5 separate regions of the Mus musculus genome follow, and regions 1, 3, 4 and 5 are each linked to region 2. The links are chromatin contacts, called in public Hi-C and HiChIP or PLAC-seq maps. All regions are on one chromosome and are shown on one strand. The core of a region is the stretch at or near the end of the contact, and the rest is flanking DNA. Distances in the headings are between cores, read along the strand shown. Region 1 holds the start of 9430014N10Rik (RIKEN cDNA 9430014N10 gene). Region 2 has its middle 32 kb from the start of D630010B17Rik. Region 3 has its middle 16 kb from the start of 9430014N10Rik. Region 4 overlaps Pus7l (pseudouridylate synthase 7-like). Region 5 has its middle 30 kb from the start of 9430014N10Rik.

Region 1 (4,943 bases), core at 1,450-3,949, 290 kb before region 2:
AAAAACATTGCCTTAAAACTAGTTTGATTTATGGAACGTGCATATGTTTACATTAGGGAACAGAGAGTGAATTATCAGGCCTCTGGGTGGCTGGTAGATTCCACAGACAAAGATTCTGCATAACACTGTACCGTTATACTCTTCAGACAAATCTGTTAATAATTTATAATTCCTGGGCAGTTAGAAGGGCAATCCTGAAGGGCTTTCAAGGAATGGACTCCTGACTCCGGTACACATTGGCAGTGCTAAGGGGCATTTGTGTCATTGTTCACAGTTTGGATTTTAAAGGCTCCCATGGCGTACCACTACAAGCTAGATACATAGATGATGGGGAGCAGAAAGCAACTCAATTTCAGTATCAGAGAGAGAGAGAGAGAGAGAGAGAGAGAGAGAGAGAGAGAGAGAGAGAGAGAGAGGCATTTCTCTAGGGAAGAAAGTTTAACTGAGAAAGGGCACCCAGTAAACCCTCTACTTCTGGTCTGCTAAAGCTGCTGCAAGTGTCCCTTCCAGTGTAGGGGCAACGAGTCCCAGCAATGGTGTTAGCTTGGCTGCGCAGGCCAAGGGCAAGAATCCCCTCCACCCTTAGTCTATCGAATCCCCTCCACCCTTAGTCTAGCTCTCTGCCTGCTGGAAGGTTGTCTTCTCAACATAGCTCAACATATCATCTGTATTAAACACCCACTTCTCAATTCTTTCCTATGGGCATCCTTCATATGGGACTAGGGTCCACCTAAGTGAATGAGCCTGGGTTTCCCCCTATGTTGTTATTGTATTTGGACATTGGGGATTTATCCTAGATTGTCATGGATATGAAGAGTTCCACCCATGGGCTATATCCCCAGCCCCTGACCACAGTACAATATTGTCTGTAAAGAATCTTCAGTTTCCAATAAGGCCGCAATCTGAGGTACAGTCTGAGGTCTCCAAATTCAGCATACAGGTCAAGGGCACTTATTTCAGCCATGCAGCCTCCACTCAGAGCTTTGTTGTTGACCTAACAATCCCTCAGAAGAGACACAGACATGGACTCGCAACAGGCAAGGGGATCCTAGATGCTGGACAATCTGGCTGCTCCAATAACCCAAGGAATGGCAGGTGGTAGCACTCTATACAGGGTGACCACTGACCTTACGCCCTGGAGAGCAAAAATAGTACTGACCAGGTGACATCTTGGGCCTCCAGGCCTTCTCGGATGTCCACCCTGCTGTTTCAAGAACACTCATAGTGGAATGAAGGCTGCCTTATGTTGGCATTGCTACCTCCGATGCTGATAACCAGTCAGTGTGGGGGCTTGGTGAGAGTGGCGCTACTGTTTGCCAAGCAGTGAGTATGTGCTGCCTCTCTGTATGCTATGCTGCTTCTTGTAATATCTGTACTATTCTTCTATCTGAGTCTTTATTTCCATTTCATAGATGAGGACAATGGACAGACAGACAGACAGACATGTTGGAGATTGGTTCTAATGCTTTGATTCAATCAGGAATCTGCTTGTCCCAATAGTAAAAGTCCTTGTCCCCAATTGGTTTTTTGAGCAATCAATAAAGATGCCAACAGCCAATGGAGAGCAAAAAGAGGCTGGGCCTGAGCAGGACTCTTAGGGTTGTGCAGGTAGGACATAGAGAGGAACAGAGCAGAATCAGGATGCGGTGGGAGAAGGAAGAGGAGAGCTGCAGGAGAGAAAGCCAGCCAGCCATGTGAGAATTTGGGTGGTTGGCCACTTCCCCGATTGGGCCTAGGGTAGTAGGGGAAGGTTTAGGAGTGCCCAGCCTTTAAAGTAGCCAAGGCATTTAAAAATAAGTTACTGTGTGTGTGTGTGTGTGTGTGTGTGTGTGAGTGTGAGTGTGTGCGTGTGTGTGTCTTTGATTTGAGGATACAAAGGTAGTTCCTGGGTGAATGCACACATGCAATTGGCTGGGAGCAAAAGCAGTGTAGCTAAAACCCAATGTAACACACACACACACACACACACACACACACACACAGAGAGAGAGAGAGAGAGAGAGAGAGAGAGAGAGAGAGAGAGAGACTCAGTCAATGGAGGCCTGCACACAGCTTCTAAGCCTGGTTTCCTGCCAAGGTTCCACAATTAATTCTCTTTCCTTCTCCCCCCTCTCTCTCTCCCTCCCTCCCTCCCTCTCTCTCCCTTCCTCCCTCCCTCCCCTCCCTCTCCACCTCCCCTCCCCTTCCCCTCATTCCCCTCCCCCTTCCTCTCTGCCCCCTCCCTCCCTCTCACTCACACTCCCCCCTCTCTTCCTCCTCCATCTCCTTCCCCCTCCCCTTCCTTTCTCCCTCTCCCTCTCCTCCCTCTCTCCCTCTCCTCCCTCTCCCTCTCTCCCTCTCTTCCCTCTCTCCCTCTCCTCCCTCTCTCTCCCTCTCCCTCTCCTCCATCCCTCTCCTTCCTCCCTCTCCTCCCTCTCTCCCTCTCCTTCCTCTCTCTCTCCCTGTTGTGTCTATCTCATATCCATCACACACAGGCCAGCCAGTAACTCTCATACCCAGAGAAGAAGAATACTATTCCAGTCCACTTACCAAGCCGGCTTACATAGCATCACGGTGATTTCTCACAAAGAACTAGATGAATTAGTCACAGCTGTTCAGAGGAGCCATGCCTTTTGGTGGGTTTATCTCACCACGTGTGGCCTCCTGCCTGCTTCCTGGAGCCTTTGCCTGTCACCTGCTCAGGCCTTGGTGAGCTCCTTTACCTTGTAGCAGTTTGGAGTGACTCTCAAGTCATGTTCTGGTACCCGATCACACTTATAGGACTCAGCAGGAGATAATTGTGCCCTTCGACCCAAGCAACAGGGCTAAATGATCCACTTCGCATTTAATCATCTTTATTCTATTCTGATGCAGAAAACCATTTCCCTCAAAATGAAATGTATGATTCAGTCTTTCTCCAGGGACAAGTTAGGGCAAATGCAGTTGCCACATAAAAACCAAACGCTCAAGGTAATATTATATATTTTTAAACGCAGGTTGTTGGAGATGGAAATGGAACTTAATAATATTGCAAGCATACACTGGGATTTTTATTATAACTTTATTGCAATCATAAATGTGAAATTTACATGCGATATATATTTTAATATTAGATTTTATTAAATTAGTTCAGCATTTAGTCATTAACTTGGTGGTGGTATGTTAACTTATTCCCTTTGCATTGCATGTTCGACATAGGAGACTCACAAAATGAATTAAAAACCAATTTTTTTACTTTCACAATGTGTTCTAAAGCTGAGTCCCTGTATATTCTTGGTGTTGTAACCACTTAGGAGGTTTGGGCTAACGCACCTGTGAAAAATTAAATCTCTTCTGTAATTTGTGCGCCCGTGGGAATATGTATGTGTATAACATCGAGAGTTGACATGGAAATTAAGTCATCAATGACTTAATGGCCCACCTAATGATCTGCAAAGAAAGTAAATGACTTCCCTATCTACATTACTAAATTAAATGTTCAGAACACCAAGTCGTACTTGCTTAGCCGCCTTGTCCAAACACGGGGTTCCCAGGCCCAGGGTCAGGGGTTGCTCCTGGAGTGCCTAGTGGAGGAAACCCCACTTAGTTTCATCAGGTGGGATTCTTCCTCGGTTTTCCTTCTTTATTTCATCATTCAAATCCCCCTACCCCCCACCCCTGTCTCCTTGCACTCTTGTTCAATTAGCAGCAGAGGAGCCAATCCTAACTCCCCACTTCCAAAGACAAACCGAAGACGTCAGAACAGGGTGTTTTTCTTTGCCTCAGGTCACTTTGAGTCTTGAGACAGATAACCTGGGTGTCAGATGGGAACATCTTTAGGGCAACCTGAGTCCGTGGAGCCCATTGATCTTCAAGACAATTTCTGCTTTGCTCTCTCTTTGGTATACGTTTATCCCATGTGGTTTCAGAGAGGGAAAACTACTTCAAAGAGATTCAATGTACAGGATTAAAACGCACAATATTCTTGACACCTCGTTAGGACATCATTTGAGGGTCCATGTCGCACAACTGCACAAACACGGCACCTTCCGGGAGCCTTGGAACTGAGTTTGCTCGGATAAAATCCAAGAGAGATCAAGTTCGCAGTCAGGAATTGAATTGTTATATCTACAAATTACATGACATTTACACCCACACCACACGCCAGTGAGAACGTGCCAAGAGTGAACAGTGTCTATGGAATAATTTTACAGTGGGCTTTAGGGTGGAGACCTGGAATGTGTGGTAACGGGAAGCTGTGTTTGCAGGACAAGCACTTTTTTTTTTTTTAAGAGAAATTTTATAAATCGGTTAAAGTCATGGCTTCTATTTCCAGGTGCTATTGTTCACACCTTATGAACACTGAGAAATGCTGTGTGTGGGGTCTACATTCAGAAACAGTATTTCATTTTTACTCAGAGAAGTTAAAGATGGGACAGAGAACAGCTGTCTGTAGAGTTCAAACCCTCTCCATGTACTGTAGCTTGCCCTTGATACCAGAACTGCTCAAAGTTCAAGCACATAAAGAAGAACACAAGAAGCAAAGATTACAAGTTCATTCATTCATTCATTCATTCATTCATTCATTCATTCACCTAGCATCTCTCGGTGAAGAATTCAAGCTTGGAACGCTAATCCTGTAGGGTATTCTGGTCTCTCATGCCTCATCCTTATATCCCATAGCCCAAGACATATCTGGGAGGTGATGTATTGGTATAATATAATTATGGGGAGGAGGAGAATAAAAAAATTGGAAAGGAAAAATCGTGAAGATACGTGTTAACGACCACAGTGGCACTGGGAATGGGACAGCTCGTCCAGGAGCTCCACATGTGGTGGCTGTGCGTCCCTGGTGACACACGTGTCACTCGCTTGTGTCCCTCGACATAGGGTGAGGTAGGGATCCTCTGCTTTCCTTTCTACCTTGTTCATCTTACCACTGACTCTCCTTCTAGGCAACTCTAGTCTCGTTTCTCCTCTCTGCA
Region 2 (5,138 bases), core at 883-3,382:
AAGAACAAAATTTAGCAATAATTTTTAATCAGGAGATAGAAAATGCCACATAACACATTTTAGTCACTGAAACAGTTCATGGTAAGCCAATAGAAGTCGAATTTAATGCAGAACAAAGTAATTTTTACTCCTGACTCCTTATTACCATAACTTAAAAACTTGAATTCTTTAAGAATAAAAATAATAGACGTATTAACATATATGTCACTGTTGATTTAGTCTGTTATGAGTCTTACCCTCAACAGAGTGCTAATAGCATTTAGAATTTTAGATAAATAAGTACTTATTTTGAATGACTGACATTTTGGTCTTTGATAAGGGTGCTGTTCCCAGACACGGCTCCCTCTGAGGTCCACTACGGAGCTCTTTCTGGATCTTTCCCTGGGGTTTGACTATTAGCAGCAGCTGCTGGAGAAAATAATCCATACGAATCCATTCAACTGCAAAGCTTAGGATCCTCTGGAGGATTACGGGATCCAGTGGTCCTGGGAGCAAAGGGCCAACAGAATAAATACTTGGTAGGTTCTGATGGCTCTGTTTTATGGGTTCTAGCATCAGTTCCCGCACAACTCAACCCAAAGGGATATAATCAGGGGCAGCCAGGCTGTGTTTTAGAATGATAAAAATCCTCCTCCTTGGAGCTGGGGAGATATCATTCCATTGTTTTCTACTTTAAATTGGATGATTTTGATTCCATTGTAGATCAGGGGAGAGCACTCTTTTCAAGTAAAAACCCTAGCTTCTGTGAAATTTGGAATGTAAGAAAGCCTTTCTCATCGTTCTTAAACTGCATTATTTCTAATGGTTACTTATTTCAGATTGAATTAAGTCAAGCTTAGTAGAAAAGGATTTTTATGTCTCTTCTTATTTGCATTTGTTTGTCAAAATCTCTTTAAAGCGATTTATAGGGTAATCTTCCAAAAATTCTCTTATGTTTGACTTATTTGTAAAAGCGATACATTTGTGTCGATGTTTTATGTTTTACATTTTTTTTTCCAGCCCATTTAAAAACCTCACTTCTCTCTAGTCAATCCTTAAACAGTTGGGGAAAAAAAAATCATGTTCTCGATTTCACATGAAATACAAGAGTGCCCTCTCTTGTCCACCACAGAGTAATACAGCTGAAAAGGAAAGGTCCTCTTTAGTGACAAGGAACTGATAGAGGCATCTCTAATAATAAATACACCTTAGATTTTAATAAGAAAAGGGAGATTTATTGCAAGAAAACCACAATGCAAGGAGGGCTGAGTCTCAAGAGGTAGATACACTGAGTCTGAATAGACCTAGGAGTTAGAATGCGTTTCATTTTCAAAGTCACTGAAATATTTGCACTGTTAGGGAGATAGCAATCCCTCTGATATGTATCTATAAATAATAACATGTTGACTTTTCACTTTTAAAATCACTGAAATAAAAGCAACGGAAATATGATGTTGGTAGCTATTGTTGTTGTCAATACAGGATTGCACAAACTGTGCCACACCTGCTGAAGGGAGTTTTTGTTGCCCCATCTCCCTTGGGAAGCCATTGAAACAAACAAAATGTATCTAGGTCTTTGTGTTAGCTAGGAAAGACCAACCTGGTGTAGAGATTTCCTGGTCAGGTCAGACAGAATGTACTAGTGGAGACCAGAGTCCCTGCCACGTTCCAAGAGAGGCACAAGGGATACTATGCTGTGGTTTTGATTGGCTTTCCCAGAAGTTTAAAGTGAAAAAGCAACCACACTGTGTTCATGTTTCCTGGAATCTCAGATGAGGCAGTTATACCAATAAATCCTTCACCTTCTATGAAAGATGTTTCCTTAAAGCATGAAGGGAAGTTGTATTTATTAGAGGGATTTGGGGGAAAGACAGCACAAGTTTTTAAATCTAAGATTACTCCTTGCTCAGCTCCCCCTGACACATACACCCCACACTCTAGCAGTGTTTTATGCTCCTGTCAAGCGCTGCTCACTGACAAATCTTAGTCCTACAACCACTCCCCATGGTTTGAGATCTATCCCAAGACAGAAGTAACCTCTGAGGATCAGAGTCGCCCACACAGGACATAGTGAGCTTCTCCATAGGTGGCTGTAGCTGTTTGCAGAGTCTAAGGTCACGTGTGCACAGAACATCTGGTGCTCATTTCCTTCTGAGATATGCTGCCGCTGCTGCCGCCGCTGCTGCCACCATCTGAATAACGGATCACTCTGAAGCTCTGTGTAGCTGCGTAAGAACTGGATCACTCACTACCACGGGGGTCTCCCTATGGCTATTGTGAATCCCACAGCTCTCCTGTGTGACAGAAGCTATTGTCATCTTCCCTTTACCCAGAGTAGTGAGCATCACCTAGATCACATATCCAGATTTACTGGCTGGAAGTTGAGTTTGAACACAGATCAAGGAATTGAGTGGTAGGCTTGTCCTGTCCTAACTGTTCTCACCTCCCAAACTCATATCTGCTCTTCAAAGCTCTGATCTTCAACAATGTTGCTTCATGAGTTGTTCCCCCTCTCTCATTCTCTCTCTCTCTCTGTGTGCGTGTGTATGTGTGTGTATGTGTGTGTATGTTCCAAACAGCATCATCCTTAGCTATCTTTTTTAGTGGTTGTTTTATTATTTATCTATTTGCATATTTTTTTCTCCAAAGGGTTTCTTTGTGTAGCCCTGGCTGTCCTGGATATCACTCTGTAGACCAGGCTGGCCTCAAACTCAGAAATCCGACTGCCTCCACCTCCCAAGTGCTGGGATTAAAGGCGTGCACCACCACTGCCTGGCTCACACATGCGTTTCTTATAGGAAAGGGCACTTACCTATAGAGTGATGAGGCGTAAAACAGCGTCTTAAGTAGGTTGACTTATCATCAAGGTATCTATCCATTCTGCCAGTACTTACTAAGACCTGATGATCCTAGGTGCCAGGTGTACAGCAGTAGATGAGTAAGGTCAACTACATGCATAGTTTTAAAACTAATGAATTGAATATGAGGAGAGCTCTAGACATAATTTTAATTAATGCCCCACTTTGTTGGTAATTATCAGCTTTTAGTAGAAAGGTAGCTTGCCAATCTATTTTTTTGTCCTTATTGATGGACTAATTGAGAACATAATTACAGCTCATTAAGAGTTTTCTGAAGATCTATAGAAGGATCATCAAGATACAAACAGAAGTATCTTTTAAAAAGGGAGAAAGCAAGTGATAGGGGCCAATAGGGGAAAATATAGAATCTTTCTGATTTTTTTTAATTTGGGTAATCTATTGGAATGAGTTACAAATTGAAAATATTTGGCAGATGCGGATTTATTAACAACTAAAGAAATGAATCCGAGTGCAGCTCCGTTTTATCCGCACAGTAGATCAATATATTTTGCAGGCTGCTATTTCCTGGATAGGTCTGGCTTAGTATCATTGCTTTATAGAGTAAGGTATTTTTCCTTTTTGTTTTGTTTTGTTTTTCCCCTCGAGAACTCTCATCAAGGTATTGTCTATCTGACAATGTAAATCAGATGGAATTAAAGTCACCTCCATTGATTCGCCTATGAGGGATGAGATCTGGAGATTGACAGTTGGAGTCAGCCAATGAGCAACTGCCTTGTCACTGTGCTTACTGAGACGTGGGCTTTGCTTTTATGGGTTAGCCCATCTGTCTTAGTCAGGGTTTCTATTCCTGCACAGACATCATGGCCAAGAAGCAATTTGGGGAGGAAAGGGTTTATTCAGCTTACACTTTCCACACTGCTGTTCATCACCAAAGGAAGTCAGGACTGGGACTCAAGCAGGTCAGGAAGCAGGAGCTGATGCAGAGGCCATGGAGGGATGTTTCTTACTGGCTTGCTTCCCCTGGCTTTCTCAGTTTGCTTTCTTATAGAGCCCAAGACTACCAGCCCAGGGATGGCACCACCCACAAGGGGCCCTTCCCCCTTGATCACTAATTGAGAAAATGCCCCACAGCTGGATCTCATGAAGACATTTCCTCACCTGAAGCTCCTTTCTCTGTGATAACTCCAGCCTGTGTCAAGTTGACACACAAAACCAGCCAGTACACCATCTCAATGGATAATTTCAAGCAAATCCAAATTGTTAAACAAAAAAGTGAAATAATAAAATAATCTGGCAAAACATAAGGGTGGGAAAGAATGCTGGTTCCTCTCCCTAGACTTATTTCACAGGAAGGACATATATCAGACAATAAAGAACTATAATTCAACCTCCTTGGCCAGAGTAGGCAGTCTTTTTTTTTTTTTTTTAATATTGCTCCTGAAAGAAAATGACCTTTCTGACATTCTTCATTTACTCCTTCCTAACCAAACCTGAGAACATGTAGCATGGCCACAGTTTTATGACGTGAATCATCAGGTGAAGTGGGAGAAGATTGCACAACACAAAGCTCCACACTCCCTTCTCTCAGGAGGCATGCGTTGGCATCTTTCACTACTTTGCCCTGGGTTTCAGCTTCCTGGTGGCCTACACCCTTGTTTCTCTACCTTCTCTAGCCTTTCCTACAGACTGGAGTGCCCATGTGGTACAACATGTATAACAACATGTGGGCCAAAATGAGCTCATGCTAATTAACCCACAATATGTAATTCCACAGGAATTTTATGATAATTGAGCAGTGATTCTTATAAACCTATTTAAAAATTGTATCTAGAAAGCAAATTATAGCACAATATCCCCCAAGGCTCTTAATAACGTTGACTATTTTTAGGAAATCCAACCCCCTCTGGGTACACCAACACTTTAACTCAGTGGTCTTGACAAGCAAAATGGCGAAAAGCGGCAGAGATTCTTAAAACCTATTTTTAGTCTAAATTAGGGTTTATCACAAGCGATGCGTCCTAATCAAGCACACTACAATATTCAACAGAATTGGAGTGAGGTGGGCAGATAACACAATGGGACACAGATAATTGTACAAATATACATTTCTCTGTGGTTTCACCCTGTTTGTCCTTCCTCAGCTAACCTGGTAAGTGCTTCACCTTCCTGTGGGTAGCTCAGCATGCTTCGATCTGGGCGTAAATGGGCTGCAGAAGGGGGGTGCTATTCAGGTGCCTATCAGGACTGAGAAAGGCATCCCATCCATGCAGAGACTGTCCCACCTGGGGATCCATCCCACACACAATCACCAAACCCAGACACTATTGTAGATGCCAACAA
Region 3 (5,198 bases), core at 2,000-4,499, 270 kb before region 2:
TATATATATATATATATATATATATATATATATATAATTTCCAACTGAACAGCAATGCTATAGAGTAAAAACATCATAGTGCTGGCACTAAAGGAGAGAAATTGGCCAATTGAATAGAACAGGCCAAGGAGCTGGCCAATTTGGTGTCAATAAGCTTGAGTCATTTTAGAAGAGAGAACTTCACCTGAGAAAATGCCTCCACCAGACTGGTCTGTAGGCAAGCCTGTGGTACATTTTCTTGATTGATGGATGATCATTGATGGGAAGGGCCATCTTACTATACATGGTGCCATCCCTGGACTGGTGGTTCTGGAGTGCATAAGAAAGCAGGCTGAGCAAGCCACGAGGAGAAAGCCAGTAAGCAGCATTCCTTCAAGGCCTCTGCATCAGCTCCTGCCTCCAGGTTCCTGACTGATTTGAGTTCCAGCCCTCACTTCCCTCAGTGATAGACAGTCAGGTGGAGCTGTGAGCTGAAGTAAACTCCTTCCTCCCCAAGTTGTTTTTGGTCATGGTATTCTATCACAGCCATAAAAATCCAGACTAGGACAGCAGACACGCCCAGAAATAAACCTATTTACAGTGGATTAATTTCCCGTAAAGGTGCCAAGGATATATAATGGGAGACCGACAACCTCTCTGACAAATGATACTGAGAAAACAGTTACATACAACCTATGATTTGAAGTTGTTAATACACTAAAAGAAATGATTGAAGGAGTACTCTCAGGGCAAGGACTTAATGCATACATACACCTACTTAATGCATCCATGCACCTACACACATGTAAGTCTGAAAGTGTGAAGAGCTTAAGTCAAAAAAGACAAATGAGTCTGCGTGAGGCTGGAAAGCTGCTGTCTGCACAATCAGGGAGCTATCACACAAAAAAGGGGGAGGTATTTATGAGTCAAAAGTCAGAAAGGGGGATAACATGCCAAATATGCATGGCAAGTAGAGAACCCAATAGCAAGACAACTGGACTAAAACCAGACAAAGCACTTGACCAAACATTATTTTTTTTTCCCAAAAGAATACATACAAATGGACAATAGACACATGGGAAATGTCTCAGCACCACCAATCCCTAGAGAAATGTAAATTAAGCACTGGTGTCACCGCCTCACATTTATTTAAATTGCCACCATGCAAATAAGACAAAATACAACCACCGTTGATCAGCATGCCAACGAGAGAGGGCGCATGGGTATTCTCAGCAGGCATAGAGCCCCAAAGGTACATGGAGAATAACATGGTAGAAGCGCCTCAAAAACAGGGTTTGTCAGACCCAGCAGTCCTGCTTTTCACTTTCGAAGGAATCAAAGGTAGTGGGTACAGGAAATGTGTGCATGCCCGTGGTTTGTGGCAGTATTAGCAACAGCAAAGAAGTAGAAACAACTGAGGGAGGTGTGTGTGTGTGTGTGTGTGTAATGGAATACTATTGGGCCTTAAAAAAGAAGCACACATTTCAGACAACAAACATACAACCTGGAAAAAAAAAGTATTCTGTGAGTTGACAACCAAAAAGTCCTTATCAGGGTCAATCATGGAGCTGTAAACAAATGCAGACTCAAGCCAATCTCTGCTTCCAATTTATAATTGCTGGAGTCATTTTTCTCAGGCTCCCCAATAGATCCCATGGTTCACTGTGGGTAGAAATATGCATTGCATTTCCTTTGAAGTACTCGTCCTCTTGTCACCTCACTGAATGACAGAGACAGAAATCCTATATATTTAGGCCGATTTGAAAGATACCGAGAGTGAAGGGATGAGAGAGCCAAGTGGATTGAGCCGTGAACCAAGTATCTTAGTGTTCTGTCTTTACACTGTTGAAGGTCATAGTCATATGCTCAGTGTCTAATTACAGTCATTCTATTGATGTCAGTGCCCACCCAAGAACATTGTGTATTTACTTCCTCTTTGCTATGGAAGATAATCTGGTTTTCCTTCCATCACACTGTTGTCTTTTATTACATAAATATCTAGTTTACTACTATTGAGTGAAGTAGTAAATTTTCATGTCCTGTGCTAGATCCTGCCATTTCTACCCAGCTAAGGCGCTGAGAGACTGAATTCATCTCTCTCTCTTTCTTCTGGGTTCTTCCTCTCTCTATCCCAATTTCCCTACCATTCTTTCCAACTTCTTTCACCTCCACTTTCCTCTTCCCCCTTCTTCTTGTTAATACAAGCTTAAAACCCTGCTTTGAGATATAGAGAGGGGCAGATCCAGACACCCCTGCCATTGGAACGGTTTCCTGTTGCTCTCAGTTTCCAGGGGAAAGATGTATGCCAGGCCCCTGGGCCCTGTGGACACACAGAGGAGGTTGTCAGCAGTTGGGAGGAGCAAAGGAGAGGCATGGGCCCGGAGCTGACTCGTGCTTGATGCAGCGAAGAAAAGGATGGGAAGAAGAAGTGGGCTGAGACAGGTCCAGTTTGAACAGTTTTTAGAGCTCAGCAGTGGGAGTGGTCTCCAGCTGTCTCGCTTCTACCTCCAGCTTGTGACTTCTGCTAGGCAGGAAGACAGTATTCTAGCCTGCTGTATGGAAAAGGAAATGCGTGTAGATGTGGATTTAGAATCTATTAGTTTACAAACCAAAAGCTTGCTGTAGAGAGATTTTACCCATGTCTAGGAATTAGCTAACCCTGGGAAATGACAACCCTAGCTGGGCTCAAGGTCCTAAGATATCAAACGACCATAAGACGTTATGAAACAGAAAACATGAAAGGTACACTCTTTGTTTTTCACCATATCCCCCCCCCCCCACCTCGCCCCAGTTTCAGTCAGTACAGAGTTGGGCTCTACGCAGTGCTTATTTGGAATCCTTACCAAAAAAAAGGGGGCAGGGTGCCATGTGTAGCTTTCAAACTAAATACCTCGCTAAAAATCTTTTTATAAAGAAAAATTTAATTCAAACGATAACAATTGAGTACTATGGCATTTAGACTTGTATTTCGCTAAGCAAAAGATGTGAAGACAAAGAAAAACAATGATCCACTAAGAAACGAAAGGGCGTGGCACCCGGCACTTCCGGTTACAGAAGGGCGGTTTCCAGTCTGACTGGACTCTAGAGTTCCGAAGGAGTTTCTCTTTTTTCCTTTTACAAGAACAGGCGTACAAGGGCCAGGTGCCCAATAGCATGAGTGACAACGAAGCTTTATGACGTTAACCACCTCCCTCACAAACACCAGTCTCAGGACATTTATGACCCAGTGCCATTTGGGGATGATAACGCAAGCATGTAATTAACTAATCAGGAGGACTGGGTTTTCGTCTGTTGAAAAGCCTTGAAAATGTTCAGCCAATTCCAGGCTGAGTGTATCTGTGTCAGCTTTCTACTCACAGAAAAATGAATAATGAATGGATAAAGTTTAATCCATTGAGAAAATAAAATGTATTCGGTTTCCCCGGATAGATCATAACTGTAACACGCTGATTAGACTTCTCTTTCCTTGGTGCGTATTCTTCATCACAGGTCAAAAGAATCCAGGAGGGACCGTCCATGGTGGGAATACCAGCGGCTTAGAGAAGAGGATTAAAGCAAAGAAACGGGCTTCATATGAAATGAAGGCTTACCAGAGAGCAGCGTGGCTAAGTTTAGCAAAGCTTCACACAGCTCTTTCTCTGAAATTATTACAGAATAAACCATCCTCGCTCACTGCTCTGTGACACTGAGTCTCCCCAGTTGGACTGAACGGTGCTCACAGAGGGGCTAAGTATTATTGAAACCAAAATCGTGCTGACAGACTGGCTTTCTGCGCTTACATCTTTTTTTTTTTTTTTAAATTGGCTATTTTCTTTATTATCCCCTTTCCTGGTTTCCCTCACCTTCCCAGGATCACCCTATCCCATCCTCCCTCTGCCTGTTTTTTGAGGGTGCTCCTCCACCTACTCACCCACTCCCACCTTCACACCCTCAGTTCTCCTACACTGGGACATCTATCAAGCCTTCATAGGACCAAGGACGTCTCTTCCCATGGATGCATGACAAGGCCATTCTCTGCTACATATGCAGCTGGAGCCATGTGTACTCCTTTGTTGATGGCTTAGTCCCTGGGAGCTCTGGGAGGGTCTGGTTGGTTGATATTGTTGTTCTTCCCGTGGGGTTGCAAACCCATTCAACTCCTTCAGTCCTTCAAACCCTCTCTAACTCCTCTATTGGGGACCCCACTCTCAGGCCAATGGTTGGCTGCTAACATCTGCCTCTGTATTTGTAAAGCTCTGGCAGGGCCTCTTAGAAGACAGCCACATCAGGCTCCTTTCAGAATTCACTTCTTGGAATCTACAATAGTGTTTGGATTTGGTAACTGTATATGAGATGCATCCCCAGGTGGGACAGTCTCTGGATGGCCTTTCCTTCAGTCTCTACTCTGCACTTTATCTCCATATTTACTCCTGTGAGTATTTTGTTCTCCTTCTAAGAAGGTCTGAAGCACCCACACTATGGTCTTCCTTCTTCTTGAGCTTCATGTGGTCTATGAATTGAATCTTGGTTATTTGGAGCTTTGGGGCTAGTATCCACTTATCAGTGAGTGCATACCATGTGTGTTCTTTTGTGATTGGGTTACCTCACTCAGGATGATGTTTTCTAGTTCCATCCATTTGCCTAAGAATTTCATGAATTCACCATTTTTAATAGCTGAGTAGTACTCCATTGTGTAAATGTACCACATTTTCTGTATCCATTCATCTGTTGAAGGACATCTGGGTTCTTTCCAGATCCTGGGTATTATAAATAAGGCTATTATGAACATAGTGGAACATGTGTCCTTATTTCATGTTGGAGTATCTTCTGGGTATATGCCCAAGAGTGGTATAGCTGAGTCCTCAGGTAGCACTATGTCCAATTTTCTGAGGAACCACCAGACTGATTTCCAGAGTGGTTGTACAAGCTTGCACTCCCACCAGCAATGGAGGAGTGTCTATCTTTCTCCGGATTCTTGCCAGCATCTGCTGTCACCTGAGTTTTTGATCTTAGCCACTCTGACTGGTGTGAGGTGGAATCTCAGGGTTTTTTTTTTTTTTTTTTTTTTTTGATTTGCATTTCCTTGATGACTAAGGATGTTCTTCAGGTGCTTCTCAGCCATTTGATATTCCTCAGTTGAAAATTCTTTGTTTAGCTATGTACCCCATTTTTAATAGGGTTATCTGATTCTCTGGAGTCTAACTTCTTGATTTCCTCGTATATACTGGATATTAGCCCTC
Region 4 (5,502 bases), core at 345-2,844, 310 kb after region 2:
GTCCAGGACACCAGGAGAATACGGCCCACGGAATCAACTAAGCAGGGCTCATAGAGGCTGAAGGAACAATGCCGGAGCCTGTGTGGGTCATCACTAGGGTCTCTGCTTATGTTATGGTTGTTAGCCTTGGTGTTTTTGTGAGATTCCTAATAGTGGAAGTGGGGCAGTCTCTGATTCGTTTGCTTGCTCTTGGGACCCTTTTCCTCCCACTAGCTTGCGTGGCCCAGCCCTGGTAAGAGTGTTTGTGCCTAGTGTTAGTGTGGCTTGTTATGCTATGTTGGGTTGACATCCTGGGGGCTCTGTTCTTTTCTGAAGGTAAACAGAGGAAGAGGGGAAGGAGGAGCAGGGAGAAATGGAGAGGGGGGAAACTGGTTTGGATGTATTTTATGAAAGAATAATTAATAATGATGATGATAATAATAATGATAATAATAATATGAACGTAATTATAATATTATAATAATAATAAAGTGAACCAGCAGATGCCAGTCATGTGTATAAACTAGAATCAGTCGACTCGCTTCTTCTTTAAGCACAATGCCCTCTGGAAGGACTAGAGAAGCTAGCTCTGAATTAGGACTAAACTTCGTCACTCAGCTTTTCCTGTGACATTTAGAATTGCCTCAGGTATCAACTCGGTTTCCTATCAGCTATAGCGATTTTAATATACCCCTGTGGAACATACTCAAATATGTGAATGACACCAGAATAATTTGGATCTTCTACTTAGATTGGCATCTCAGAAAGAATATTATTTCTCCCTCAAGACATCCACCATGTGCCTGCTCAGCAGCAGAAGACGGTATTAAGTTTGTAGACAGAGAAATTATTACCACAGAGCTTGCTCTCAGAAGGCAACACTGGGGAAAGCCAGGACCTGGTGTCCTGGCTGGTTTTATGTCAACTTGAAAGCAGCTAAAGTCATCAAAAGGAGGGAGCCTCAATTTAGGAAATGCTTCCATGAGATCCAGCTATAAGGCATTGTCTCAATTAGTGATCAAAGAGGGAGGTTCCAGCCCATTGTGGGTGGTGCCATCCTGGGCTAGTGGTTCTGGGTTCTATAAGAAAGCAGGCTGAGCAAGCCATGAGGAGCCAGCCAGTAAGCAGCACCCTCCATGAGCTCTGCATCAGCTCCTGCCTCTAGTTCCTGCCCTGTTTAACTTCCTGCCCTCAAGGCTTTTGCTGATGAACTGTTACCTGGAGCTCTGTGTGAAATAAGCCCTTTCCTCCCCAACTTGCTTTTGCAATAGTGACCTTATGTAAGACACCTAGGAAGCATGGTCAAGTTCAATTCCACACCACATCTTGTCTGATCTGAGACAGATCACTCAGATAGGCTTCTAAACTGCCCAAAGCAGGAAATATTACATTCCCAATGGGGGTTGGGATGAGTATGGATTAATATGAGAGATACTTATACAACGCTAATAAATGTTAACTGTGTCTAAAGTTACCGAGATTTCAACTTTTACAAGTTACAAAACAAACAAACAAAAACAAGGCAGTTGTGCCTTGATAAGATGCGGTGTGGCTCTCAGCTCAGCCAGCAGAGCACTTGCTTAGGGTGAGCAAGGCCGGGGGTTCACACCCCCTGACTGTGGTAATACAGCAAAACACCTCAAAGTTAAGACTGTTCACCTTCCTGGTCCTTACGCACCATTAGTCTCAAATGTAACCTTGGTAATTAAAACTAGAGCAAAGGTTATGCTTATGAAGCTATCATCAGTTGGTTCTTAAGACATAATAAGGTCCTTGGAATTAAAAAATATATTTCATACCAAATACTGTTAAATGGAACGACTTTCGGTATGCGTAACAGCTAAATAATGTTCTAGTTATGATGGATAACAAAGATATGCTTTTTGCTGGCTCCGTTTACTGTATGAGAAATATAAGCTTACAGTGCCACCTACAGGCCAAGACAGGAATATTGATGACAGCATGTTTTAAATGCTTGACAGGCTCTAAGAAATGCTATTTAAAAGAACACTAGGTTAAGTTTTATATAACTGATTTTCATATTTAATTCATAAAATATAATTTCACTGAGGGAATGAAAATATCCCTCCCCTCCCAAGTTTTGCTACTTTATAGAGTATCATTTCATTTTCAGTCATCGCTAAAATCATGAGGGCCACTTTAAAAACTAACGGTACCATAATATCCAACTTCATTTGTATTTTGAGATTGCTGAAGCAGCTGTAATGGGTTATCTCGATTGTCAATTTTAGGAGATTAGAGTCACTTGAAGACAACCACCCTCAGCACACATGTGAAGAATTATCCTGTTTAGAGGGATTGGGGCAAGAAGCCCCACCCACAACAGGCGGCGCCATTCCCAGTGCTTGGATCCTGGACTGTATAAAAAGGAGGATGTGAGTGACAAGTATCCCTGCTGTTCCCTACTTCCTGACTGTGGTGACCTGAGCCCTCAGGGATCCTGTTGCCATGACTTCTTTGCCATGACAGATTGCACCTTGGACCTGGGAGCCAGAATAAACCCTTTCACGTTTAAATTGCTTTTGTTAAGGTTTTTCCTGGCAGGAACAGAAAGGTAACAAAGATGATATGTAATATCATATGACATACCATGTAATATCCTATCATATATGGCCATTATATATATATATATATATATATATATATATAGTTATTACATTACACACATAAAATTGACATATATATGTGTGTGTGTGTATATATATGTATATATATGTATATATATATGTATATATATATATACATATAATTGAATACTCATCATCTTAATAGAATGCCATTTTCTTTTCTTCTCTTCCAAGTTGTGCCTGCAGACGTGTAACAGCAGTGGAGTTCCCGGCCTCTTCTCAACACACGGTACTTACATTAACTGATGACAGTGGTATCTGTGTTAATGTCCCCTCTGTTACTGTTGATCAGGAAGCACAGGGTCTTGAACAAACAGGAGCTGGGGCAGCTGGTCCCCAGTGGCTATGGGTTTTGTTTTTGTTTTAACATTCTTTTATAATTTTTTTTAATTGAAAGGATACTGAAAGAAATACAAATATAGCTGAGAGACTGCATTTGCTTAGCATATGCGATGCCTGGAACGGAGCTTTGTCTGCACTAAAATAAGCTTCACTGGTGAGCACGGCATGTGTCAAATATGTGTGTTGCTCCTCTAAAACATTTTCTAATGCTACTAAATGTGCATCAGCGACTATAGTAACTACGCTTGCTAACGATCTGACTCAGCTCATCTCACTTATGTTCTTTACGGGTGGACTTTGAGTTGACTTCTGATTCGCTCTCTAATATACAGAACCGGGGTCCTCGGCCTTCCTAACACTGTGACCCCTTAACACAGTTCCTCAGGCTGTGATGACCCCCCAACCATAAAGTTATTTTGTTGCTACTTCCTAATTGTAATTTTGCTACTGTTATGTATCATAAAGTAAATATCTGAAATGCAGGGTATCTGATATTTGACCCCCAAAGGGGTCATGACCCACACAGGTTGAGTTCCACCGATACAGAAGAAAATGCAGCAAAAATCACATTTTGCATTCCATAGAAAACTTTTGCTTCTTTTGGATTTTATCTCCTAGCTCTAATATTCCTTAAATGGGTATAATTTAGCATAGACATACAAAAATCTGCTGTTGCTGGTCTGCAATATTCCACACAGATTTTTAAATTTCATCACGATATATTACTGGCAATGAAATGATCATCGGGAAAAGTCTTCCTGGTAAATACGTCACCTCTCTACCTGAACTTAAATGATATCATGCTGTTAAAGATGACTTATGGTGTGGGACAATTAAAGCAAGCCAACACATTCCAAATGGACAATATGTTTTCTTTTTTGCAGCATAAAACATAGAGACAATTCGATAGTAACTCAAGAAATCGAGAATGTCTTTATTTTTCAAAGAGAATCACTACCATTTCCAATGTCGTTGGTATGTGTTAGAAATAGAACGTGGGTACCGACAGGAGTATAAAATCTGAGTTTTAGGTGGTAGAAAACAACAAACGGTTAGGAAAACAGGTAAAAAAAAAAACTAGTATAAAAATTTTAAATAAAATCTTCAGTATCTCATAAATACATTATGAGAACAGATACTGCCCTTGCACGGTGTCACACCAGCCACTTCGCGGTGGAAAGGAGGCAGTGCGGGAGAAAAGCACCGAGGTTTCGCCATCACCTCTCCAAGCAGCGCGGACGCTGTTCTCTCTCCACCTCTCAAGAGTGGCGTGGAGCAGCCCGTGCTCAGAGTGGTGCTCCAAAGACCTAGAACTTTCACGACCGGAGAAAAATCCCTGAAGCATGACCTTAGAGAGCACAGTCATATAGCTTTAAACTTAAGACACCGGTGCTTACGTTAATACATCACACCCCGACCTCTCAGGACACTGTGAAAAGTGAGGAGCGAGAACCGCGAAGCTCAAGGCAGAGCCCTTGGAACCGCGGCTACCCTTGCTTCCGAATGCCCCGCACGCGGTGACATCAGGGTGTGTGAGCTTAAATGTCGCCCTTCATCATTTCCCTCAGACAAACAGTAGCGTAACACGAAGCGTCAAGGTCGAAGGACAAGGACAGCGATGAGGCTGTATCATCGGAGTGGGGACCTTCCACTCGGGCCTCCTCGGTGGCGGGGTCAGGATGGACTAGTCGGTGTGACACGTTGCGGGGGTGTTTCACGATGTGCCTGTAGCATCCGGGTACGTTCAGCTTCAGGGCGGGCACCCTGAACCTACAGGCCTGCAGTCCGTCCCTGCTGAGGGCTTCTTGGTACCACCGCCCTACTTGGTTCTCCGGGTACTGAACGTTGTATCCAAGCACGGGCAGAACTACCTGGGAGGGGAGGGAGAAACCACGGCCTGTGGATTAGCCTTCAGAAAGATACGCGACCATATCTCTCACCTGTATGACTGGCCCCCAGCTTTGTAGAGACAGTGTCAGGCTATAAATAGGACAGCTGGCTTGTTTTGGGTGTTACCTAGGCTAGCTATAATGTTATCTGATAAAGAAAACAGCTAGCTAAAACCAAGCAGTCAGGAGAGCTGTGGTAATCAGCTTGCATCAGATATCACTGGGGGAACCGTAATTCAAAAACAAATTTATGTATCCAGTAAAGACCAACTCTCTGAAAGCACGCAAGCCTACAAGCGAAGTCTTCGGTGACACACAGGACAGTCTCTACTGCTAGCCCTGCTAACTTGGGTGACAATTTGATTCCTTCTTTTGAAAAGCAAACAGGCACCAGAGAGTATTTTTGTTTTGTTGGCTGCATGTCCGTGAGTAAAGCCGTGCTCCCTAAGGGTGGCCCCTCTGCTGACTTCTGGACACTACACTTCAATGTGAAAAGGTGTTTAGAAAAATGGGCAAAAGGCATCAAATGTATAAGCCAGGCACGTTAGGGTCTAGGTCAGCATGCAGAAGGCTGAAGCAGGGTATGAACCTAGCCTGGGCTACGGCTGGGCTTCTGAAACATGGTTCAACTGTAACCCTTATTA
Region 5 (4,978 bases), core at 1,094-3,593, 320 kb before region 2:
ATGAGATATGGTTATTAGAAGAGAAGAATAAATCACTCCCTCAGAACTGTTCTGAGTTCTCGCCTCTGCCTCAAATCAGTCTCCTGCTTGCTAATTATACTCCAGCTGTACTCCTTTAGGTCTCACAGAGCACCAAGCACTCCCTGCGTCAGGGCTTCACTGATGCTAGACTCTTGTCCAAAACGATGCTCTAAATCTCACCACTTCTCCGGGTTGTGTCCCAGTTGCTTTTTATCAGTACTGTCTTAAATTGACTTTTCCTGATCACAAAGTATAGATAACTTGCATTAATTTTGCTGTAGTTTGTCACCACTTATCAATGACTATGGATGAAACTGAGACCATACATACACCAGGCAAATACTGGACCACAGAGATATAACCCTGACCCTACAGCATTATCATATAGAATGTCTGCCATAATGTATCATTTGATACCCCGCTACAGTCATACCATATGGAACCTTCTCAGTAGTAGTCCAAGGAGGAAGGGTATTAGATCATGTTGAACCATCAACTTAGTTAGCCTGAAGCCTGTCAGATGGGATGAATATTGGAAGGTTAGTGAGGAGACAAATCAGTGGGAATGTAATTTTATCTATAAGACACAAACACTGTACCTAGCTCATCACACATGATCTAAGAATACGGACACACCACTTTAAGGAGGGAGTGCTTGAGAGTATGTTAGAAAGATTAACATATAACCATTGCTGTTTGAAATTATGTTTTTTTCCTATCGCCCATCCATTCTGGCTTTATAGAGCAGAGTTTATATGTTTCTATGGTTTTGGCAATCCATATGAATTTTAGAAAAAAATTATTAGTCACTTTACCTTTGTAGTTTAAAAAAAGATGCGTTACGATTCATTGTGTGTGTGTATGTGTTGGGGCATTATATGGACATGTATGCAGATGTTGTGGAGGTAACAGAAAAGGGTGTCAGATACATTGAACTTAGAGTACACACACACACACACACACACTCATACACACACAAATACATACATACACTCATACACATACACACAAGCTCACTCTCTCACACACACATACTCACACATACTAATACATACATACACACACACATACTTACACAAACAAATACATACATACACTCACACACATGCATACTTACTCACTCTCACGCACACACTCTCACACACATACATACACTCACATACACGTACATACACACACATACATACACACATACACACACACTCATACACACACTCACACTCATATACACACATACACACACACCCTCACACACATACTCACACACACATATACTCACACACATACATACTCACACACACACACACACACACACGCAGCACACGCAGCACAGACTCACTTTGGCAACTGAGGGAGGATGAAGGATTATTTCTGTTTCCGTAGAGAATCACTGAGCAACAGGTAAGAGTTAAGTCAGGCTCTGTAACGGAACTTTTGAAAATCACGGCAGAATAAAAAGCCAAGGGTGGCAAAGCACCCAACAAGGGTGGCCAACAGGTAGAGGGAAGTTTTCTGAGTGCAGTGAGGCACATGTGTGGCACGCACAGGCCGCCGCATCTGGAGCTCTTTGCCCAAGTTGCTGTGCAGAGAAGGGAGTGGCCTGCATCCTGGCTGACAGGTTCTCCGAGTGTCACTCACCCGTAGGTCAGCTGACCCAGGCATGGGAGACCTCTGCCAAGAGTGCAGAGCTGAAATGACCCCCAGAAGTAGTATATCAAGAAGCTTGGGAATCTTAATTTAGGGATGTCTCTCCCCAAAATATACCGGAGGCCATATTCAAACGCTTATTTATGGAATTTTATAGGAAAGCATTGCTCTACCACATATGCTACTATTTCAAGGCTGCCGATCTAAGCTCATTTACAAAGCTTAGAAAAACCAGAGATTTGAAAGTATTTCACATCTGTTTTCCTTAAAATAAATGGATGACAGAGGGATTAGTTTTTCCTTTTGAGTTATTCATCAGAGTCTGCAGCAGGAAGAAATGGTTCTGATTTTTGCACAAGGAAAGCAAAAATGTATTCCCTCTCCTACTCTGGACCTTCAGTTAAAACTCTCCAAAAAGACACCAGGTCTTGTCCACCAAGCCAGCTCTAGGTTCCCATTGCTTCAGCGTAAGCAGGTGAGTCTGTCTCCCCAGAAGCCCGGATCCAATGCTGGTCTTGAAATGAGAAAGGCTGACTTCCCCAGCCTTGGACTCCAGTCTTCTGCAGTGATGATCTGACTCGTTTGAGTCAATTGTGTATTTTTTTGCTTGTTACAAGCCAAGTTGGAAACTAAGTTCTGAGAACACAAAGTCAGCCGAGCAACTCCTCCCTCCCACCTAGAAGAGGCCTAATCCAGTGGGGAAGGAGGAAGACTACAGACATGTTGCAACACACCAGTCTCACACTAAAGAAGCCTTTTGTGTAAGTACAGGTAGAGGCCGGCTCCTAAGGCATGTATTTCTGGAGAATCCACTTTAGGGAAAGCCTTGTTCTGTAGCCACAGGAGAGACAATTGAACAAGAGAGAACCTTCCCTCTAGAGATCCAGTGGCCTCTGTGGGAGGAAAGTATAATGGTGAATCACTCAAATAGCTTATGACGTCTGCTCTAGGTCCTTAAAAGTTTTGTCTGCACATGTACATATATGTGCGATGCACACATGTATGTCTGTGTGCTCATGTGTGTATAAGCACATGCGTGTGTAGGAGGGCTCCGTGCTTGTGGAAGACTGAAGTTGATATTGAGTATCTTTCTATATCACTGTTCAACTTATTTTCTGAGGCAAGGTCTCTCACTGAACCTGGAGCTTGCCAACTCTGGCTACTCTAGACAGCCAGCTTAATCTAGAGGTACCATGTATCCGCTTACCAAGTGGTGGCATTACAGGTGGCTACCTGTCCTCTTTAGGTGTTTACTGCTGTGAGCAAATATGACCAAGCACAATTGGAGGGCTGAAGGGTTTGATTCGCTTCACAGATGACAGTCCATTATTGAGGGGAATCAGAGCAGGAAGCGAGACAGAGGTCACAGAAGGAGTGATGTACCTCTCATAGCTTGCCCAGTTGTATCAGTCCAGTCTGATGTGCTGCTAGAAAACTGCACAGAGAAGTCTGAGCAAAGTGTTGGGGGCCCACTGGCCTGAGACTGGAACGTTTGGGGCCCCTCAGGCTGAGAATGGCCTGGGGCTGGGGCTGGAAGTTCTTGGCTTAGCTCATCAGCAAAGGTAGCAATGGTTGTCTAGAAGCACACAGAGGCCTTCTATGGGAGACTTAGGTGGTTCAGCTCTGTAGGTGAAGGCCTTCTCCATATTCCTGATGACAATGGTAGATGAAAGAGACAATCCTTGCTTCCAAACTGTTTATTGGTTGTTGCAAATTGGATGTGTACCCATTTCTCAGGGTGGGTCAGAGTTTAAATACCTTTTGCAAGCAGGGATATCTGTGAAGAGATGCTTCTTGGCTAAACCCTCGGGGCTTCTAGGTACCTCATTAGCATGGAGGACCCTGTTTTGGGCTACGTGGCCTATGTAGGGAGTGTGGCATGAGCAGTGTTCCAGGCTAGGAATCTGGCAGGGAGTATCGGGGTACCCACAGTCTAGACTGTGTAACTGAGTTTCCGGGGTCTCAAACCCACTCTACCTTACCAAGTTTCCTAGCCCACATTAATATAGGCAACTCATTTCAAAACATATAGAACATTTGAACTATGAATATAATGCAAGACTGTTGCGGCCGGCCAGCAGCTCGCAATGTGAACGGTTCGACTGAGATGGCCACTCGAGCTAAGGGAGGAACTAGACGTGGAGAAAGAAGAAATGGAGCCAAGACAAGTTCATCCTGTTCAAAGCTCAATTTTACTAGTTCTGACATTCAGTTATAAAGGAAGGGGGAGGGAACCCGATTCTCGCCAACTGGTCTTGGGGTCCAGTAGCAGGGTGAACAAGTGTGTGGCTCCAAGCAGCAAAGCGGCACTGTCCAGCAGTGGGCGTGGCAGAACGAATGAGCAGGAAACTCCACCCCTGAGCCAGCAGGTTCCAGGCTGGGGGTGGGGAGGCTACACAAGACAAAGGACCTAAAAGAGTGAATGGACTTAAAATAATCACTGAAATTATAGCGATCGAAATTAAAAGGACAGTGAATTGTAGTCACTTAGACAAAGCTGAAGAGAGAATTAGTGACTAGGAAGTATTAATGATCAGGAAAACCTCTGAAGAAATGAAGAATGCAGCGAGAGAAAGAGATGCTATAGTATAAAGGAGAAACCAAGAACCAGGACAGAGTCAGAGGCAGTGCAGCGCTTGCATAGGTGAACTTCTAGGTGAAGAACAGAGATAATTCGAAGATGTAGTATTTGAAGATTAGGTCTGAATTCTTAGAAGCATGAAGTCCGAAATATTCCAGGCAAGTTGAAATAAGATCGATCTAAACCAACACTTTGTAGTCTAAAGTTTTATGCCCAAACTTCTTCAGCCCCCTCCCCTTCCCACTACATGGGTAGGAAAGAGCAGCAGTAGCAGAAATAGCATTAATACCCCAGGTTATCTATTACATCTTTGTGGGAGAATAATAGCTAATTTGACAACTAACTTCTCTGTGACAATGGCGTTAACAAAAATAAGATCACTAGTCTAGTGTCCTGTGCCCAGAAAAAAATTGCCATTAAAGTTTGAACATAATATACTTTTTTCAGGCAAATAACACTGATGTATTTTCATCAATAGCACTCCAAATATGTAAGAACAGATAAACGAGAACCATTTGTATAAACAGTAACAACAATGTCTAATTTCATGGGTGTAATAATGATATAACCAAAATATTCTGGTAAACGTATTTTATTAGTTTTATTTAGCATTTATTAAATTAAATGCACATGTTAACATTTCTAGGTTAATGATTAAAATAATAAGGGGAGAATTTATATTTCTACAATATACATGTGACTGCCTTTAGAATTTTTGATTAAACACAT

Evidence for each region. A called contact is a pair of places that touch in the nucleus more often than the background predicts. HiChIP or PLAC-seq counts read pairs in DNA pulled down with a chosen protein or histone mark.
Region 1: a contact with region 2 is called in an H3K27ac HiChIP or PLAC-seq map of T-cell acute lymphoblastic leukemia, with 4 times the contacts expected there. The contact joins the promoter of 9430014N10Rik here to the enhancer-like site in region 2. A contact is called at or near these places in 2 of 39 promoter capture datasets (the 3T3-L1 cell line and hippocampal neurons), 9 of 484 Hi-C or Micro-C datasets (the 3T3-L1 cell line, the P5424 cell line, Th1 cells and 5 more) and 4 of 115 datasets of contacts at active chromatin or transcription factors (DN3 thymocytes, the SCID.adh cell line, T-cell acute lymphoblastic leukemia and 1 more).
Region 3: a contact with region 2 is called in an H3K27ac HiChIP or PLAC-seq map of double positive thymocytes, with 5 read pairs. The contact joins two enhancer-like sites. A contact is called at or near these places in 2 of 39 promoter capture datasets (the 3T3-L1 cell line and hippocampal neurons), 3 of 484 Hi-C or Micro-C datasets (CD4 T cells, Th1 cells and cerebral cortex) and 2 of 115 datasets of contacts at active chromatin or transcription factors (Th17 cells and double positive thymocytes).
Region 4: a contact with region 2 is called in a Hi-C map of cranial neural crest, with 3 times the contacts expected there. The contact joins two enhancer-like sites. A contact is called at or near these places in 9 of 484 Hi-C or Micro-C datasets (the 3T3-L1 cell line, 3T3-L1-derived adipocytes, cerebellum and 6 more), 1 of 115 datasets of contacts at active chromatin or transcription factors (T-cell acute lymphoblastic leukemia) and 1 of 9 other capture datasets (embryonic stem cells).
Region 5: a Hi-C map of cranial neural crest shows a contact between it and region 2, with 3 times the contacts expected there. The contact joins two enhancer-like sites. A contact is called at or near these places in 3 of 484 Hi-C or Micro-C datasets (cranial neural crest, embryonic limb bud and uterus).

Annotation. Positions count from the first base shown.
Region 1 is chr15:93,924,412-93,929,354 of GRCm38.p6, forward strand. It overlaps 9430014N10Rik (RIKEN cDNA 9430014N10 gene), which reads right to left and starts at 2,700. Exons shown (of 4, transcript NR_045737.1): 1 at 2,530-2,700.
Region 2 is chr15:94,212,524-94,217,661 of GRCm38.p6, forward strand. No RefSeq gene overlaps it. Among named protein-coding and RNA genes, the nearest start is that of D630010B17Rik, 32 kb to the right of the region's middle. Within about 2 kb of position 2,133, at least 45 of the 459 cell types and tissues checked have an H3K27ac peak or open chromatin away from gene starts, as enhancers often do. A contact at or near this core is called in the P5424 cell line, the SCID.adh cell line, T-cell acute lymphoblastic leukemia and 2 more, where this site is marked.
Region 3 is chr15:93,940,617-93,945,814 of GRCm38.p6, forward strand. No RefSeq gene overlaps it. Among named protein-coding and RNA genes, the nearest start is that of 9430014N10Rik, 16 kb to the left of the region's middle. Within about 2 kb of position 3,250, at least 8 of the 459 cell types and tissues checked have an H3K27ac peak or open chromatin away from gene starts, as enhancers often do. A contact at or near this core is called in double positive thymocytes, where this site is marked.
Region 4 is chr15:94,518,812-94,524,313 of GRCm38.p6, forward strand. Pus7l (pseudouridylate synthase 7-like) reads right to left here. Exons shown (of 9, transcript NM_172437.3): 9 at 3,829-4,840. The coding sequence ends at 4,508. Among named protein-coding and RNA genes, the nearest start is that of Pus7l, 22 kb to the right of the region's middle. Within about 2 kb of position 1,595, at least 2 of the 459 cell types and tissues checked have an H3K27ac peak or open chromatin away from gene starts, as enhancers often do.
Region 5 is chr15:93,894,823-93,899,800 of GRCm38.p6, forward strand. No RefSeq gene overlaps it. Among named protein-coding and RNA genes, the nearest start is that of 9430014N10Rik, 30 kb to the right of the region's middle. Within about 2 kb of position 2,344, at least 8 of the 459 cell types and tissues checked have an H3K27ac peak or open chromatin away from gene starts, as enhancers often do.